Linked DNA regions of Mus musculus: all the other regions are linked to region 1. A link is a contact called in public ChIA-PET data. All regions are on one chromosome and are shown on one strand. Each heading gives the region's core, a stretch centred on a gene start, on an enhancer-like site or on the middle of the called end of the contact. The rest is flanking DNA. Distances are from core to core; before and after follow the strand shown. Region 1 has its middle 90 kb from the start of Gm33782. Region 2 has its middle 71 kb from the start of Gm33897. Region 3 overlaps Gm33897 (a long non-coding RNA gene).

Region 1 (4,024 bases), core at 634-3,133:
TAAACATATACACACTCAACTAGTGCCATATTTGTTCCTACCATTAAGCAAGAGCAGAGTTGTACTGTGGGGCTTTCTACCTGGATGATGCTCACTGGCAACCTGCACACACTGTTCCTAAGCCCTTGCCCTGCAACATGGGAAGGCACACTGAGAATGTAATGCTCCCGCACATGCTCACAGATAGCACTTGGTCATGATGGTAACATCTGAGAATTTGTTACAGCTTTATTCTAGCTTTCCTTAAACAATAGTCATATCTGTTAGTTCATGGGAACAAAGCTTCCTGACCTCCACCCACACCCCTACAACTTCACATTATGCCCCAGTTGGTGGCCTTTATGTTCCTAGCAGGGACAGTGGTGGGTGTTTGTTTATTAAAGCATCTGTGATTGAGGCAGCAGGTGAGAATGTCTAATTCTAGTTGCAGCTGGCCTTGAATCCAATGCAGAGGGCAACCTCTGTTGGTGTATCAGTTAACCCAACAGGAAGGCAGAAGAAAGGAAGGGTAGGCACGGAGGCCATTTGTTCTGTTCAACTACCGCAGCTCTTCAGACAAGAGGAAGATGGCTAGTGCTTAAGATTTCTGTCCATCTGTTCCTTGGAAATGTTGTCATATATAAATGAAAGGACCACTCGGGTCTTCCCCTGCCTGTGACATTGGCACCAGGACACGCCCTCTGCACAATGGCTCTTGTTGAAGGCAGAGCCCCCAGGAAACCTGTCACCCCAAACAACTGTCACATTCTGTTGCGATCAGTCATAGAAAGAATGGCAGTGCCCTCCCCACCAGCACTGGGGATGGGTTGATGGTCACAAGACTGAAAAGACCTTGCCTTGTCTGCCAACAACAGGGGTCTGTGCAGCTGCCCGGCCCAGGCAGCTGGGGCTGCTGGAGGGTCTTCCCGCCCACTTCCTGTGTCTGGCTTTGATTTCTTGAAGGGCAGATGGTCTTACTCCAGTATCCTCCCGGTTAAGCCAGACAAAAACAAGTCCAAAGCTGCCCTTGCCTGTCTGTCGCTCCTCCGGCTTTGTGTCACCCTATTCTGAGGTATCTGCATCCAGGTCTTTCTGTTTTAGAAAGCTCTGGTAGGGAAGCAAAGACCAGGAGGCAAAATGTGTAGATAATAAAAGAGAACTCCAAATAATTTTTGCTTGGAAATAACATATTGGAAGGCAGGTCTTCTTTTGTTGCTATTTGTTCTTTTGAGGTAGGCTCTCCTGTGGCTCAGGCTAGCCTCAAACGTGCTCTGTAGCTAAGGATAACCTTGAATTTACAACCCTCCCATCTCCACCTCCTGCTTGTTGGGGATTACTGATCGGTGTCTCCATGCCCAGTGTATGAAACGCTAGGGATCCAGACTCACCTGAGTCTGGCCTGCGGGACTGGGGTGGGGCCTGAGCATTGGGAGTTTGAGGAGCTGCCCCAGTTACTCTAATCTGCAGCAGAGCTAGAGAATCTGATCCCAGCTAAGGGTTTTCAAAGTTGACTGAGCATCAAAAGCCATGAGGGGGAGACTAGGAAAGCTGAGAGCACTCAGTGCCCTTCCCACCTTGAAATTGAGTTGTGCTGGAGCCTGGGTATATGCAGTTTCCTCCCTCCCTCCCATCGTCCCTCTCTTGTTTCCCCCCTATTCTTCCCTCCCTCTTTCTCTTCCCTTCCAAGGATTTCATTGGTGTCTTTTATCGCTAATACGTTGTCTTGTTTTTCCTGGTAAATTTTTTTCATAGTTAACAACCACATCTGTTGGTGGCACGTAACATGATGGCTTGCTGTACGCACAGGTTGTGGAATGGCTCCATTGAGCTCCTTCACATGTGTGCTGTCTCAAGCTTGCCTTTCTCCTTTCTCACCAGCACCCGCCCACACCTTCAGTCCCTCCCTAAGCTGCGGTCCTAAGTCACATGCTGAACTGTCTGACTTCAGACTTCACCAGCCCCATTCCCTCAAGCTTGGTGCAATGCACGGCTGTTAACTAATTTGCATGTCTCTTTTTCACAGTAAAATCTAACTAGCTCCTTTAGAAAGAAAAAAAAAAACCAAAACCAACCAACAACAACAACAATACCATCTTTCTCTGGTTTTTCTGCATTATATGGCAGATGTTCAATTACTGGTTGTGCATTGAGTAAATCAGGGTTGGTTTTGACAGTGAAAGACAAGCACGCAGGAAAGGTCCAGCCATCTATGGCATCTGATCTAATAACAGCCCCGCATTTCAGAGCATTCGTCTAGAGGAGGAGTTTCTGTGTCTTGGGATGTGGTGGGAGGGCTGGCATGGCAAAGCACTCGTCAGAACACCAGAATAAAAAAGGCTTTATGCATAAGCAGATTGTATGACATTACATCAACAACTCTCCTTTTAAAACTGGCATTTAATGAGTATCTCTATCAATAAAGGCCTTTTAAGAGCTCTCCATAAAATGTTGTGAAAAACGAGAACGTTTAAAATCCAGGCCAACAATGAGCCCCATTCACACGGCTTCCTCACACGCTTTCTCCAGTGTCCTGGGCTCAAACAGCCTCACTTATTCTCCGCCGGCGAAGTTGGCACATGCTAACCATATTGATTGTCTGATTACAAATAGAGCCCGTGGCAATGAGGGCTTACAAGAGGAACCCATTTGTCCCTCTGGGTTATACATGGATGTCAGACTTAATACACGTTCAACCACAGAGCAATGGAACCAGGTAGGAAAGTGTGATTCCCAGGGAAATTAGACTCCTGGGGTGAACAATAACTTCGTTGTTTCACGGGAACCTTTCGGAGCCATTCCAAAGAGATGTTTAAACAAGGGTTTACTAATCCTTACTAATTTCTAAAGTAGCTACTCTCCAGGAAGAACGGGCTGTCTCTTGTTCTTCATTGATCGATAGAACATTTAACAGCAACAATGTGAGGTTATACAGCCAGAGCTCTTTTGGAGTCTAAAACCCAGAACTGGCAATGAGATATTTTGGCAGAGGGATAGAATTTGCATGGGAGTAGGGAGTCAGTTGCTTTTATTTCTGTGGCCTTCTGCTCAGATGACCACTGAAAGGCAGGTTTGTCCCTGTGATGCAGAAACCAGTCCCTGGAACGGTACCCTGGTGCTATCATTAACGATATCAGGGAAAACCTGATATGAGAGCTCCTTTGAGTTTCTGGTCAAAATGGTTTCACTGTAGCTCCGTGCCTCTCCACGCCTCTGTTTCCTACCATTGGGTTGGATTTTCCGATTTGAAAAATGTCAAGATACTTGGATGTTGACTTTTTAAATCTAGTCTATCACTGTGGAACTGCGTTCCACGCCACTGTTGGCAAATGACCAATGGGTTGGATGTGATCCAGTTAGAGTTTCTATAGGTTGTGCTTGGCTTTCCTTTTTAACAATCAAAGGTGGGGAGATACTCTGGAGGCGGGGGGGGGGGGGGAGCTCCAACCACTCAGAGGAGAAGGGGTTTGAGGGGAGGAACTATGTGTGTGTGTGGGGGGGGGACAGGGAGGAGGGGGCAGCAATAGGGATGTGAATAAGGTGAATAAACAAATTAATTAATGGGAAAAAGAAAAGCAAAATTTACTTAAAATAAAATTTATTGATTATGCAGTTGGAATTTAGAGCCCCGACTGTTGTCAAGCAGAAACAAGTCCCTGCAGGGGTCCACTGTGTATCTGTGGTTGATTTATTGGTTAGTTGATTCTTATATTAGCACCACTGCCTTCATAGCTCCCTCATCTGCACTGCATGAGAAAGCTGTAAAATGCAAGTAGAACTGTTCTCAGCCTTGTTGGGCCCATGCCTGATGTGGAAATGGAGGCCCATGGATCTTATGTCTAAATGTTAGAAGGTAAGTCTTGGGAGTCTCAGTTGGCCAAGTGCTCGCCGGGCAAGCACAAGGACCTGTGTCCAAACCTGAGCACAGTCATATGCACTTTGTTGAGGGGGGCGCAGATCCCTGGAGCTTGCTAGCCAGCCAGCCCAGTCGAACAGGTGGATGCCAGGTCCCAGGCAAAGGCCGAGTTTCAAAACCCATGGTGACGAT
Region 2 (4,024 bases), core at 460-2,959, 390 kb before region 1:
CCTAATTTTCATACTGCTGTGGCACGGTTCAAGCTAATGATGTGCTAATGTGGTATCAGAGTGGTAACTCCTGCAGATCCAATGGCCTCATCAGGAAGCTGACCTCACAATAGTGTTGCTAGCATGTTAGATTTGACTCGATTTCCATAAGTAAATGGAATCTGAGACTCATTGCATGTTAATCACATAGTTTAGTATGTCCCGTATTTATTTTGAATAAGCATTGCATTCTCAAATAAGAATTATGTGCAGGAAGATGGGCCAGAATTTGATGGAGAAACCGGTGGGTACCCACTTCTTTTGGCTCCCGTGATGAATAGAGATTTTGAAGCCTATAGAAAATGAGAGCAGATGTGGGTAATGACATAATTTGTTATTTATGAATGCAGGTTTTCTCTGAAGATTGAGGAATTATCATGAAAACTATTCACTGAACCTCAAAAAAAATCAATAAATATTAATATCAGAATGCAAATGTTTTCACTATCATTTAAAATGTGAAGAGTATTTACCCATTTATGCCTCTGAACAATTCAGAGTGCCCTGAATGCTTATTGACTGTATGTCATTGCATGGTTCAGAGCAGTTCTCTGAACTGCTTAAAACTCTCAGCAAATCAGGAAGAGCACATTCGAAAAAGATAAGGCTGCACATTGTCCTCTTGCCCCTGTCACTCGTGGAAAGCGCCCTGGAGTGCAATCAGGAAACCTGGGCTTCGATATTTAAACACCATGTGACTCCAAGTAGCTTTCTCAAATATGAGCTACATTTTCCAAACCTATTAAATGAGAATAAAGGCACCACCCTCAAAGGGATATTTGAAGATAAACTGACATCAGAACCCACAGTATACATTACTATTTTAAACCCAATTAAGAATTAAGGATCTCCCCCCAAAAGTAGTAATTATCAACAAGATTATCTGAGAGTTCTTTTTTTGGTGGATATGAATTTGATGACATCATCCACATGAAAAGGAAATGGCAGGTCATCCATATATATACATATATATATATAGACATATATATTCAAATATTTCTAGTTATGATAATTATATAATTGTATAGGGTATAACTAAAAATTTCTCTATATACACAACAATTATGGGACATTGATTTAGTCTTTGATACTATGAGTGCTGAACAATTGATTGAGTTACCAGAGTGGTATGAATTTAAGAATGTCTCCCATAGACTCAAGTATTTGAATACTTAGTTTGCAGCTGGTATCAGTGTTGGGGAAGGCTATATAACCCTCTTTAGGGGGAGTCCTTCTGAATGAAGGATATCACTGAGGGTAAGGTTTGAGAGCTCAGAGCCACTTACAGCCTGTTCTCTCTAGTTCATGTTTGGGCTTAAAGATAGGATTTCTCAGCTTCCTGCTTCTGCTGACTGACATGTCTGCCTCTTACTGATAAACCTTCCTACCATGGTCCATTCTTAAACCCCCCGGAACCATAAACCAAAATAAATTCTTCCACAAGTTGTCACAAAAACAAAAACACAAAACCCTAATACAGTCATTAAATTTATTAAACCAGTAAAATTGATAGTTCACATCTGTTACAGTCTTATGAAGATTCATCTGTCCCTTTCTGGAACTGGCGAATAAATCATTGAACAAAAGCTCACCAGCTCAATACACAGTTCAAACAGCATTATACAGGAAACCTTCTCAAGTGTCTTGTAATCACCTGCCTAACGCTCTGTGGTGCCACAGGCAGGCGCAGGAAGTGGTTACAAGTAATCAAGCTCTAACTTTACGACTTTAACCAACTCAGCGGCTCTGTTTGCATGGCTTTCAAACAGCAGCATTTTGCCTAAGATTCCATTCACACAAGAGAATGCAGTGGTTAGTTCTTAACTGTCACCTTGACACAACCTAGAGTCACTGGGGATGTGTCTCAGTGAGGAATTGTCTAAGTGACCTGGGCTTATGGGCATAACCCTGAGGATTGAATTATGTATCAAGGGATAGGAAAATACCCAACCTAAAAGAGAAGCACATCGTTCCCTGAGCATCCATTCTCTCTGTGCTATTGACTGTGGGGGTGACGAGCAGCTTCAAGTTCACACCTTGACTTCCCCAAAACGATGATCTGGGACTTGAAACTTTAAGCTAAATAGACCTTTGCTCCCTTAAGTTGTTCAGACAGAATGTTTTATTCCAACAACAAGAAACAAAATCTAGACAGACAATTTGATTACTATAAAGGCACTTGAATTAATCATGGTTGGTGGTGCATTCTTACAATCCCAACATTCAGGAGGTGGAAGCAAAATAATCACCAGATCAAAACCCCTCAGCTCCAGATTGAGAGCCTTTCTCAGACAACCCAAAGGAGAAACATCTCACCTTGATGATTCCACCTTCGACAGTTCAAAGATGAGGAAGCTGTAGCCCAGAGACCACAGTACCTAAGGTAACAGTCAGCTACTTAATGAAGAGCACCACTAAGTTCTCTAGACTCTTAGTTGTCGTTATTTCTCCCATCATGATAATAATATCCATCTCCCTGTCATGTGCTGCACATCAAACACCAAGCCACACATTCCACCTGTATTTTTTTTTATACGCGGAAAACTCTTTAAGAATTCTACCAGTTTGATGAAGAAGTTCAAGGATGTTAAGCAACTTGAACAAGCCTACATTCGATTTCAGCCTAACACAAAATGTGTTTAAGCTGGAGGTTTCGTGTTGGCCATGAAAACAACAAGCCATCACAAAGCCCGTGAATAACTGAGTGTGTATTATATAATTAGTGGCCAGATTTTGCCATGCTTTTCATGTTCACTTTCTCAGAATTGAGACACAAGGACTATGAACATAGAGAAACCAAGTGAAATCTTTATTTCAGAACTGTTTTCCTCTCTCTGAACTGTAATCACATCTAATTTTATGTTGATTCTATATGTTATTATTGGGATAAGCTTGTGGCTTTTCTACTGTCTGATAGATCATGTTATTAAACACATTCATTTATTTCCTGGCTCAGGTGGTATAATGTGTACTCTGCAGATGAAATCTGTGTGTGTTATTGGGAAGGGGCTTTCCAGGTGACATTTGTGCCTTGCAAGTTTCATGTTCAAATCAATTTTCTTCAAATATAGATAAGCAGGGTGTTTTAGTATAACACCATTGTGGGATTTGGCCTATTTTTATGCAAATTGTAAGTCTGTATCTCAGGTATACAGAGTTTCACGGTTAAAAAATGTATATTCCCTTTCAATAATCTGTCTATAGTATGAAATTATCAAGGATGGATTTATTAGACCCAAAGAAAATAGTAATTCCAATTTGAGGCTTTTTACATAAGTTAAAAGGAATGATATTGTGGTTCCTGCCATTGTTATATTGTTTAAAGTAGAGATGGATAATGGGGTTTAAAGGTATATGGTAAAGAAGAAATACAACACAATAAATAATACATGAGAAGGGAGAATACTGTCGATGAAAGCATATGAAAAGACAGCAATGGGGAGATAGTCTGGGGGTTGGGGAGAAATCAAAATGAATCTAAATTGATAAAGTATGCCTGAAAATGCCACAAAGAAATCTGTTACTCTGTGATCTAATTTAAAATTTTTAATTAAATTGAACAGATTCAAGAAATTCCTGTAGTATACTTACAAATATTCATATGTGTTGCTGTTCTCTTAAAAATGAATATGTCTCACCAAAATTGGCTGCGGGCAGAGGGGGGTCCTCAGAAGCCAGAGGTGACTAGTGTTACTGTTGCTTAAAGTCTTCACAAACGTGTCTGCAGTGGAGGTAAAGTTTACAATGCACTCCTTTAAAGTATCAAATCCATATTTAATTAGCATCTGTCTAGGCTAACAGTTGGTGCAAGCTTTGAACTGTACACTTTGTGCTGTTAGATATCACACAAGTTCTATGCACTGAGTGGGCCAGACTACTACTATTTGTGATTATCTAGGCATATGAGTCATCTTCATGTGTCTAGAGATCCAGGTTTTCCTGGCGTGTGTGTTTCATCACCTTCTCCATGAAGAACTTCCTTCAA
Region 3 (4,024 bases), core at 686-3,185, 320 kb before region 1:
GCCCCTAAGACTGAGTATGCTTAGTAATAAACCATTTGGGACCAGCAGTGCAACTGTCTGTCAACTGCTGTTGAAACCTGAAAACAGAGTCCTTTTCTTTAAGAATGTAGCGCCCTCCCCCCCCCCAACCCCGCCCCCTAAAGTAGTCCACTCTCCAGTGGCTACTCTCCAGATATCCAAGACTATTTGGACAGCACAAATTGGTCCTGATAGATAAAATTAAAAAAAAAAAAAAAAGTGTCCGTGGGTAGGGAATTGAGGACTGGTCTGAAAAGAGATAGGAGACCAGGCAAATAAGATCAAAACGCATTTCGAGAAACACTCGAAGAATTAATGAATTACCCTTCAAGCTATGCAAGCTGCTGGCTGTTACTGAACGGCCTGGCTTAGCTGACTCCCGTAGGCTGAGCCTGGAATTTTAGAATAAAGCATAAATGAGTTTGAGACCTAGATCTGCTGCTCTTCCTAGAAGGACCTTCATGCATGTGCCTGCCCCTTTCTTAACCTGCTTCCGTTCTGTAAAAGGAGTTTTGTGAAACTTAAATGAGAAGGTGCTCTATCTATCACCCGGGCTAGTAATCAGACTGAGCGGCTATAAATGAAACAGACCCAACTAAAACTGCCTGCGACAAAGAAATGGCTGCTACGGGTTAGGCGCAAACGCCAGAAACAAGTTGAATTTAGCCGCATGCGGATCTGGGACTTTAAATGTAGTCTCAAGACTGGATGCTCACCCTGTGTGTTCTGGCTCCCGTCTTTTACCTTGTGGCTCTGTTTTGTTGTTTCGCCTCATTCTTCAACAGGTTCCAAAACAATCCTAGCAGACATTCTCAAAGATGTAAAACCTGCCTCTCATCAAAGCTCCCTGTGGATGGATCCAGCCCTGAGTCTCTCACTATGGACAAGAAAGAACTGGGGAGCGCATGAGCAAGAGGCCCGGATATGGAGAGAGCATCCTGGGACTAGAGCCCAGCCGAAGCCACAGAAAGTGGGACACGAGCACTTCCCACAAGAAGACATAACCTGATACCCTCTTTCTTTTCTTCTCTTCTCTTCTTTTCAGAAAGTGGCTATGTGTCTAAGCAGATATCCATGCAATCCAATATTATCTCATCTTTTCTAAAAGAGAATGGAGAACCTTTCCTTAGCCTTCTTTAAAGGACCAGAGACAGCAATGTCCAAACCATAGTGTCTGGTGATACTGAGTTTTAAGAGTAACTTTTACTATACAGACTAGAGTAAAATACTGTTGTTCCTCCGGTCACACTAAAGACAACTTGTGGGCTGGCTCTTCTTGTTTGCCTGTGTGGTTTTGACAGATAGGAATTTGTTCTCATTGGCCTGAACCATGTAAGTATGTTGTCTCTGTGTTTCATGTCATGCAAGGGAAGTACGTGTTCAAGTCTACCATGGTTTTAAAACACTGGTTTTCCTTGCACGGTTCCAGAGTGGTGAGGTTGGTTTCATGAAGTTCTCTGAGAGAGCTCCTTCCAGCGGAAATGTCAAAGGCCGCGATTTGCACCTTTGTTGCAAATGAGACAATAGAGAAATGTGGAAAAGCACTCAGATACATAGCACAGCCTAATTAATTAAATTCTTCTTGTGGGTATCAAGGTCCACTCCTGGAGGCGAGCTAGTAAAAACAATGAACTGTGTGGATCTGGCATTTAAAGCCTTGACCACATATTTGCCCATCATCCTGACAGAAATGTCATTGCAGGAAGTTGTTAAAGGGACGAATACCACGGACTTGCAAATTGCCACAGCCCAGAACAGGCGGATTTTTACCCCCATAGAACCCTCCTGTTTTGTGGCTCCACTGTAAAGCTCTGGAAACAAGCAGGCTGTGGGAGGAGCAACCCGAAGGGAGGGAGAGCATTTCTGGGCGTGTCTTGGACCCTGGCCCCTAGCCCCGCCCTCCACAGTGAGCCACAGTTGTAGTGCCTGTGTTTACATTTGTACAAGCTGCTAGGACAGGCCCAGGCAGGGCTAAAGCAGGACCAGGCGCTTCTATCACACGCTGAGCAGAGAATGAGTCTCATTGGGGAAACAGTGAATCTGAGCATTGGGATCCTGCCAGTGGGAAATTCACATGCATGAAGAGACTGGTTCTTGCCCGTAGTTTGAAACAAGTGAAGGAAATAGAAAGGAGGGAACAAAGGACATCAGGAGGAGGAAAAACTCGGCCCCACTGTTATGCCCAGGTGGATGAAAAAGCTGAACTAGGGTTTGAACATACAGGAATCAGAAGTTAATCCATTTTCTGTCGCAAATGTGTTTGCATCGGAAGTTGAAGAGGTTTTGTCATCCTTCATAAACTCGTAATAATTTCTGGGAATATTTCTAAAAGCATGGCAGCTCTGGGAGATCTGGTGCCATCTGGATCATGAAGAGACAAAGCCAGAGTGTGCTAACCTCTGCACCTTCTAGGATTGGCTGTGTGTGCCTTCCCGTGTTTACTATGGCCCAAATTGAGCACGAGACCAGAACTAACAAGGGAGACTGGCCATCCGTGTTCTGAAGTACAGCGCGGGGCATTTGACCTTTTTGTTGTGTAGCCCACTTGCTCACTATGTTCTCCCAATTTCTCGTTGTTTCATTTTGGTAATCCAGGCTGGTATGTATAGAAGATGAATCTGTGTGTGCAGATTCTCCTTCCTCCAACACCTAAGTATAGGAATTAAATAGCATTAAAGGCACACGGGACCACGCTCAGTTTAACGCCGTAGTAGGGATACTAACCAGGGCTTCATTCATGCTAAGCTAAGCAAGCTTTCTACCTATTGAACTACATCCCCAGCTTCACAGGCTTGGTTTTAAAAACAAACAAACAAACAAAAACTGTCCCCACAAGCCACCTGAGCAGTCACCCGCAAACTTCTGAAATAGCTGGAATATACCCCCTCCACCCATGCTATCTCACCACAAAGACCTCCTACTATCTTTCTAGCCAATTTTTTTTTTCCTTTTAGAGGAGCTCTCAAGGGCACACCTCCCTTATCCGACCCAATAGCACATCCCATCCCACAGAAGCCTTGTCTGCATATCCATTCTTTCAAGACACAGAAGAGCTAACTACAAAAGCATCACAAGCCCGCCTCAGCTGACCTAGCAAATCACAAGCAGGACATGTGACCTCTGACTGCTTAAGACACCCGAAGGCTCCCGCTGATACCCGTCCCCACCCCGCACTCCTTATAGAAAAAATAAAGGAAATTATTCACCCCTGGGGCTGTGGTAAAGACAGTGAGTGCAGGCAGATCCTCATTAAGGAGAGCTAAATCTGGCCTGACAGAGTCTTCACACTAGATCTCAGGACCCTGCCCATTGTGGCTCTGTGATTTCTAAGGACTAACAACTCCATACGATGGCCACTTCAGAATCAGAAAGACTGTCGACCACAGGCTGGCAGATGACAATTACCCAATGTGAGACTGGGGCACAAGACTGAGAAGTCAAAGCAAAACCTCACAGTGTCACATGGGTTTATCCTGTTCAGAGAAGCAGTCTTTCTCACGGGGACTAGAAGGAGACCAAAGAAAACCTGAATCACCTAAACTAACTGGGTAAAAACAAAATGTCTTGGGATGCCATGAAAGGTTCTCTTTTGAAACTGGATTCCAGAGCACTTAAACTCCTATTTCATAGGTTTTTTTACTTTTTCTTTTTTTTTTTTTTTTCCAGTCTGGAAAGAAAGAAAAAGAAAAAAGGAAAGCCATTTTCTAGATCTTAAAAAAAAAGTTCATCTCACCAAAGACAAGCTGTTTTCTTCCTTCCTTCCTTTCTTTCTCACTTTCTTTCTTCCTTTCTTTCGTTCTTTTGCAATGGAATCAAATTCTGTCACTTTTTTCAAAGGTGGTGCCAGCCAGACCAGCCGTTCAGATAAGTAGTCAATGACCATTGAACTAATGAGAGCTGAGAAGGGCCAAAAAGCCTGCTTGCCAAGGTGCCAGGACGCCACCATTACACTCACTCGGATGAATGGGGCATCACATTTCCAAAATGCTCCAGTCACAAATACTAA

The links. ChIA-PET counts read pairs in DNA pulled down with a chosen protein or histone mark.
Region 2: an RNA polymerase II ChIA-PET map of memory CD8 T cells shows a contact between it and region 1, with 51 read pairs. The contact joins two enhancer-like sites. A contact is called at or near these places in 3 of 115 datasets of contacts at active chromatin or transcription factors (effector CD8 T cells, memory CD8 T cells and regulatory T cells).
Region 3: an RNA polymerase II ChIA-PET map of memory CD8 T cells shows a contact between it and region 1, with 226 read pairs. The contact joins two enhancer-like sites. A contact is called at or near these places in 3 of 484 Hi-C or Micro-C datasets (CD4 T cells, Th2 cells and regulatory T cells) and 3 of 115 datasets of contacts at active chromatin or transcription factors (effector CD8 T cells, memory CD8 T cells and pancreatic cancer cells).

The regions. Positions count from the first base shown.
Region 1 is chr10:96,396,615-96,400,638 of GRCm38.p6, reverse strand. No RefSeq gene overlaps it. Among named protein-coding and RNA genes, the nearest start is that of Gm33782, 90 kb to the right of the region's middle. Within about 2 kb of position 1,883, at least 102 of the 459 cell types and tissues checked have an H3K27ac peak or open chromatin away from gene starts, as enhancers often do. A contact at or near this core is called in Th2 cells, effector CD8 T cells, memory CD8 T cells and 1 more, where this site is marked.
Region 2 is chr10:96,785,101-96,789,124 of GRCm38.p6, reverse strand. No RefSeq gene overlaps it. Among named protein-coding and RNA genes, the nearest start is that of Gm33897, 71 kb to the right of the region's middle. Within about 2 kb of position 1,709, at least 51 of the 459 cell types and tissues checked have an H3K27ac peak or open chromatin away from gene starts, as enhancers often do. A contact at or near this core is called in effector CD8 T cells, memory CD8 T cells and regulatory T cells, where this site is marked.
Region 3 is chr10:96,720,587-96,724,610 of GRCm38.p6, reverse strand. All of the region lies in intron 2 of Gm33897 (a long non-coding RNA gene), which reads right to left. Among named protein-coding and RNA genes, the nearest start is that of Gm33897, 6.8 kb to the right of the region's middle. Within about 2 kb of position 1,935, at least 146 of the 459 cell types and tissues checked have an H3K27ac peak or open chromatin away from gene starts, as enhancers often do. A contact at or near this core is called in Th2 cells, effector CD8 T cells, memory CD8 T cells and 1 more, where this site is marked.